Regions from separate parts of the Mus musculus genome. Here region 2 is linked to region 1. The links are chromatin contacts, called in public HiChIP or PLAC-seq maps. All regions are on one chromosome and are shown on one strand. The core of a region is the stretch at or near the end of the contact, and the rest is flanking DNA. Distances in the headings are between cores, read along the strand shown. Region 1 overlaps 4933406I18Rik (RIKEN cDNA 4933406I18 gene). Region 2 has its middle 7.7 kb from the start of Insc.

Region 1 (2,669 bases), core at 112-2,611:
AACATGATCATGGTGCTATTACTATAAACAATTATCATGGATAAAAGAAAAACAGGCTGTATTCATTCACTTTCTTTGGTTAAAATCTACCATGTCAAAACAGAGTGTCGTAATGGTGACATTAGATCATTAGACCGGAATCTAACCATCAGCTCCACGACTGGAGTGTTCTGTCCTAGTTTCCCGCAGTCAATCAGTTCTTTCAAAGTCTTGCTTTTTACCGGATGCTCATTAGGGCCTTTGTAAGCACAATGGTTATAGAACAAAAGAGATTGTGAACTGTATCTCACTCAGTGAGTGAGTAACACAGGAGTCATTAGAGTAGAAATGAGACTCTCTAAACAGTCATCTGAACCACAGACAGAATGTCATCAGAGAGGAAGTCAAGAGTTCTGCTGGAAATGGAGCTGGTTGGGCCCTACATAGCAGTAGCTGTTGCAGAAAAGGAAGCCCTGACCGTGGTGGTGACGAGGTAGGAGGTGGTGCAGTGCTTTTGAGAATCATTGCTTCCAAAGATCCTACAGAGTCAGGCTGTCTTCTCAGAGTCTGCCTTGCTATGTGAATGCTTGGCTTAGAGAAAGCCAATGTGCTACTTGCAAAGCAAGCCAAGTCCCACATTTGATTCTGTAAAGGTGATAACAACTTGAAAAAATTTAAGCTGGCAGCGAATAGGTTGCTGTGCCTAAGGGAATCACTGTGCCAGCAAAGAGCAGAATAAAATCAAAGCCACATCTATTTTTTTTCCTGTTTTGTTTTATGAGATGGGGTGCCTTGCTATATTTCTCAGTCTACCCTCAAATTCCTGAGCTCAAACGATCTTTCTGTCTCGGGCTCTCAGTAGTTGAGACTATAGGAATAGGTTTTCATTCCTGATATGGCTGATACCTTTCATTCCTGCCTCCCCAAATTACCCATTGGTTAACGCTCAGAGAAGGGCATTTAGAATAACCATTATTGTGCTGGGGAGATGCCTCAATGGGTAAGAACCTTTGCTGTGAAATCATGAGGACCCGAGTGCAGATCTGCAGGACCTAGGTGAAAAAGCAGGACCTGGCAACATACTGTCATCCTAGTTCTAAGTGAGGGCTGAGCTAATAGCTTGAAGGGACAAGTTTCTGCATTTGTTACACCAGAAACAGTAAGACTAATGTCTGTCTGAGTCAGTTCAGGAGCCAGAAAGAGCCCCGGCTGCTTAGCTGGGAACTGCTCAAGAAGTAGTTTGCTCCTCCTTAATGGGATGGCTTTGCTACAAGAACCAGAAGAAAGTAAAGAAGGCATTCTTAGCTTGGGTCCAGGGGAAAGCCAGTCTGGCAGAAACTCTTCAGTTCCCTCAGCCAGGAAGCAGCAATCTACGTAAACAGGAAGTAGAAAAGGCTGGGGGAGAGGGTGGCGGTTAGCTGGCAAGAAACAAGAGCTGACAGCAGCTGGGTGTAAGTGCTTACATGCAAAAGAGTCAGATACAGGTCCAAGGCTTTGCATGTTAAACGCTCCGGTGCTGCCCTTTGGAGGCCTTGCCTCACAAAGGTGTTTGTGCAGTCTGTGTGGGGTTCCATCTGCAAAAGGGTGCATCTTTGAACACCTACGTTCCGCCAAATATCTGCTAAGTGGTTTAGATTTATTTAATTATCTTAGAATTCTATGAGCATGGGACTAGTTGAAGAGTTGAAAAAAGAAACGGACTCAGAAGGAGTAAGTTACTCTGTTCAAATTCAATGCACAGACTTTGGAAAACTGTCTTTTCTGAAAACTGTTAAACATGATCTACTGAAAGACGTGAGGCCAGTGATGTGCCTCTGGGTAAAGATCCATACAAACAAGCCTGGCATCCGAGTCTACCTGAGGGAAGAGGAGAACTGATTCCTGTAAGGAGTCCTCAGACAGAACTGTGCCCCACATGTGCCCCGCCCTGGCCCCAGTAAATAAGTACATGTACATAAAAGATTTTAAAGACAATGTATCCCCCCCATTTTCACCTGTGTGTGTGTGAGTGTGTGTGTGTGTGTGAGAGAGAGAGAGAGAGAGAGAGACGACTGACAGAAAGACAGAGACAGAGAGAGAGACACAAAGACACACACAGAGACAGAGAGAGGCAGAGACAGAGACAGAGACAGACAGACAGACAGACAGACAGACAGACAGACAGACAGACAGACACACACACACACACACACACACACACACAGAGAGAGAGAGAGAGAGAGAGAGAGAGAGAGAGAGAGAGAGAGAGACAGACAGACAGACCTGCTGGGAGTTTGGTACCTCAAGATGAAGCTGAGTATCTTCTCAGCCATCAGCTGTCAGAAACTCATTGGACTGGAAGAAGAACTTTATGGGTTTGTTTTTTGTTTTTGTTTTGTTTTTTTTAATGAGAAGTGAGTGGCCACAGATGTTGCTGCCAAGAGTATCTACTTCTAAGTCAGAGTTCAGTACAGAATAAGAGTATTTTAGAGTAACAAATAAATGATCACACCATGAAATAAAAAGATGTATTGAAGAGGAAGTTGATCAGGGAGGGAGAGAATAAAGGGTTGGAGGGCTCTAGTGAGGGTTGATGGGACCAAAGTGTATCATATGAACATTTTACAATGGTATTACTGTTTCAAAAAATTTTTAAAAATTACTATATGTGTGTATGTGTCTGGGTATTTCTGCACTTGTGTGTGGGTACT
Region 2 (2,669 bases), core at 55-2,554, 420 kb after region 1:
GAGTAGGGGATTTCCAGATCTAAACAATGTGTATTTTCAAGAAATGGGTATGGGAGGGGTACAAGGAAAGAGTCTGGTGCAGGTGTAGCAACTCCGGATTGGCCGGGCTGTGGTTGCTGGGGAGATTTTCTGACTCTTTTTCAGCAACCAATATCACAAACACCTGGCAATGGGCTTCATCAGAGGGCATACACAAGGAAGGGTCAAAACATTGGCAGACACACAGGTTCAAGGAGTGGCCAGAGCATTGTGCACCTCTATTTTTCTAAATCAGTGAAGCTAGTTCTGCTAACACTGACATCTATCTTGCCAATTTCAGGGCTTCTGTGACTTTTACATTCTTTCAGGATCTTTCAATGAGAGTAGCTATTTCTGGATATGAAGGTCTTGACTGTGTAAGAACAGAGAAAGTTGGCTGAGCACTAAACATGTATGCATTTAGTTCTTTGCTCATTTTAATAATTGGTTTTATTATTTGTGCCTGGGGGAATCTACAGAGATCAGAAGGGTATTGAGGGTCATTGGAGCTGGAGTAAGGCAGTTGTGAGACACTCAGCATGGGTGCTAGGAACTGGACACTGAAGTCTATTCCTCTGCAAGAGCAGCAAGCACTCCTAACTTCCGAACCATCTTTCCAGTCCTCCTTTCTATTCTTGACTACGGGTATGATGTGAGCAGCTGTCTCAAGCTCTCGCCACTGTGACTTCCCTGCAGTGATGGACTGTGATCTGGAACTGTAAGCTAAAATCAACCCTTTATTCCCTAAGCTGCTTTTTGTTCAGATAGTTTATCAACAGTAATAGAAACAAAACTAGAATAGGGCGCTAGTGGTATGGGCTTGTTAGAGGAGGTATGTCAATGGAGAGTGAGCTTTGAGGTCTCAAAAGCCCATACCAGGCTTAGTGTCTCTTTGCCTCCTGCTTGCTGGATCAGGATGAAAAGCTCCCAGCCACTGCACCAGAACCAAACCTATCTGCCTGCTGTGATGCTCATGGACTCATCCTCTAAAACTGTAAGGGAGTTCCCAATTCAATGCTTTCTTTTGTAAGAGTTGCCCTGGTCACAACATCTCTTCAGAACAATAGGGCAGAAACTAAGAGTGTAGCTATTGGGTCTAATGGATGAGGAGTGCAAATGAACTTCCCAGAGAACGTCCTAAAGGACCCATGCCTTCTGGATGGGTTTTCTATGGCTCCCCTTTTCTATTTGCATGTTGTTCGTGGGTGATCTTAGCCCTCCTCTGCTCTGCTACATGGGGAAGATATTTCCTCTGCCAGGCTTGAATGATTTCACAGGTGTTAGTTGGTTGTCTGTTGTGTGTCAGAAGCTGAGGCCTCTGAGTTTGGGGTATGGAAGCCCCTCCTGCTACAGCAGAGTCCCTCAAAATTTAGTAGGCATTGGAGTTATCTAGAAGGCTTGTTAAAGCATACCTTCACCCTCTAATCTAACAGACACAGACCCAGTTAGTGGAAAGAAGAATCCAGGATGCCTGTCATTTTCATTTTCCTTCCACTATGCCTTGTCCTCAGACAAGATGCCAAATGGGGAGTAATCACTCAAGTATGCAACTCTGCAGTGGTGGTTTTCTAAGAGTGGCCTGCATCCCATCAGACAGGCAGATTCTTAGGTCTCCTGCCAAACTAAGGAGTCAGACACCCAAGGATTATCATCAGCCTGACCATCCTGATTACACAAAGGGGGATCACACACAGAGACCTAAGCCAAGACATTTCCTCTCACCAAGCCTCAGTTTCCCTGTCTGTCAAATGGAGGGTTTGAGATGGAATGTCTTTGTTGATCCTTGTCTCTCAAAGTAAGTCTGCATCAGAATTTTTATGGGATGCTTAGAAACTGAGACCTGCAGGGCCCCTTGTGGAGCCAGTAAGTAGTTAATAACAGGTTTTCCAAAGCAGAAGGAGGCAGAGAGAGACTAAGCAGTATTTGCCCAGGTCTGTGGTGTAAATAAATACTCCTACCATGGCCAAGTTCAAGCTAAGAATGTGAAATCCTGGCAGCAGTTTAAGGCATGGGGAGGGGGAGGGAAGGAGAAAGAGAGGAAGGGAGGGAATATTGAAAACCCATCACCACCGGGCTCTCTATAACAAAGCAGTCTGGGAGAGGTGATTTCCTAGAGAAGGCAGGCAGTATGTAAATAACCCATTTAAAGTCTACCAAGCCTCCTGTTCTAGCTCTAAGGTCTTTTTTCTTTCTCAGGAGTATCCTACCTTCCTTTCTTCATTCTATCTTCCTTCCTTCCTCCTTTCTCCTTCCTTCCTCCCTCCCTCCCTCCCTTCCTTCCTCCCTCCCTCCCTCCCTCCCTCCCTTCTTCCTCCTCCCTCCCTCCCTCTGTTCCTTCCTTCCTTTCTTCCTTTTGCTCTTTTCTCCATAAACTGTCTCTGTCTCTATCACTATCCATGTGACCCTGTGAACCTGGTCCAATTTTTTGCCTTGAGACACAAGAACCTAGAAATCTAAGCAGATGCTGTCTGGATTCAGATCTCTGACTATAAGAGAACTGCTGTCCTCCTTGGAAAGAGGAGTGTACTTGGGACTCCAGATCACCATCTACCTGCTGACCCTGAAGCTCTGAGGAGACCTAGGTTTCACATCCTAGGTTGTAATATCCAGGATGGAGACTTTGGGGGGGGGCAGCAGGGGGGTGTTGGGGA

The links. HiChIP or PLAC-seq counts read pairs in DNA pulled down with a chosen protein or histone mark.
Region 2: a contact with region 1 is called in an H3K27ac HiChIP or PLAC-seq map of double positive thymocytes, with 5 read pairs. The contact joins two enhancer-like sites. A contact is called at or near these places in 2 of 39 promoter capture datasets (cranial neural crest and embryonic stem cells), 1 of 484 Hi-C or Micro-C datasets (nephron progenitors) and 1 of 115 datasets of contacts at active chromatin or transcription factors (double positive thymocytes).

What each region holds. Positions count from the first base shown.
Region 1 is chr7:114,316,215-114,318,883 of GRCm38.p6, forward strand. The region is part of intron 3 of 4933406I18Rik (RIKEN cDNA 4933406I18 gene); the gene reads right to left. Among named protein-coding and RNA genes, the nearest start is that of Psma1, 41 kb to the left of the region's middle. Within about 2 kb of position 1,362, at least 192 of the 459 cell types and tissues checked have an H3K27ac peak or open chromatin away from gene starts, as enhancers often do. A contact at or near this core is called in double positive thymocytes, where this site is marked.
Region 2 is chr7:114,736,762-114,739,430 of GRCm38.p6, forward strand. No RefSeq gene overlaps it. Among named protein-coding and RNA genes, the nearest start is that of Insc, 7.7 kb to the right of the region's middle. Within about 2 kb of position 1,305, at least 14 of the 459 cell types and tissues checked have an H3K27ac peak or open chromatin away from gene starts, as enhancers often do. A contact at or near this core is called in double positive thymocytes, where this site is marked.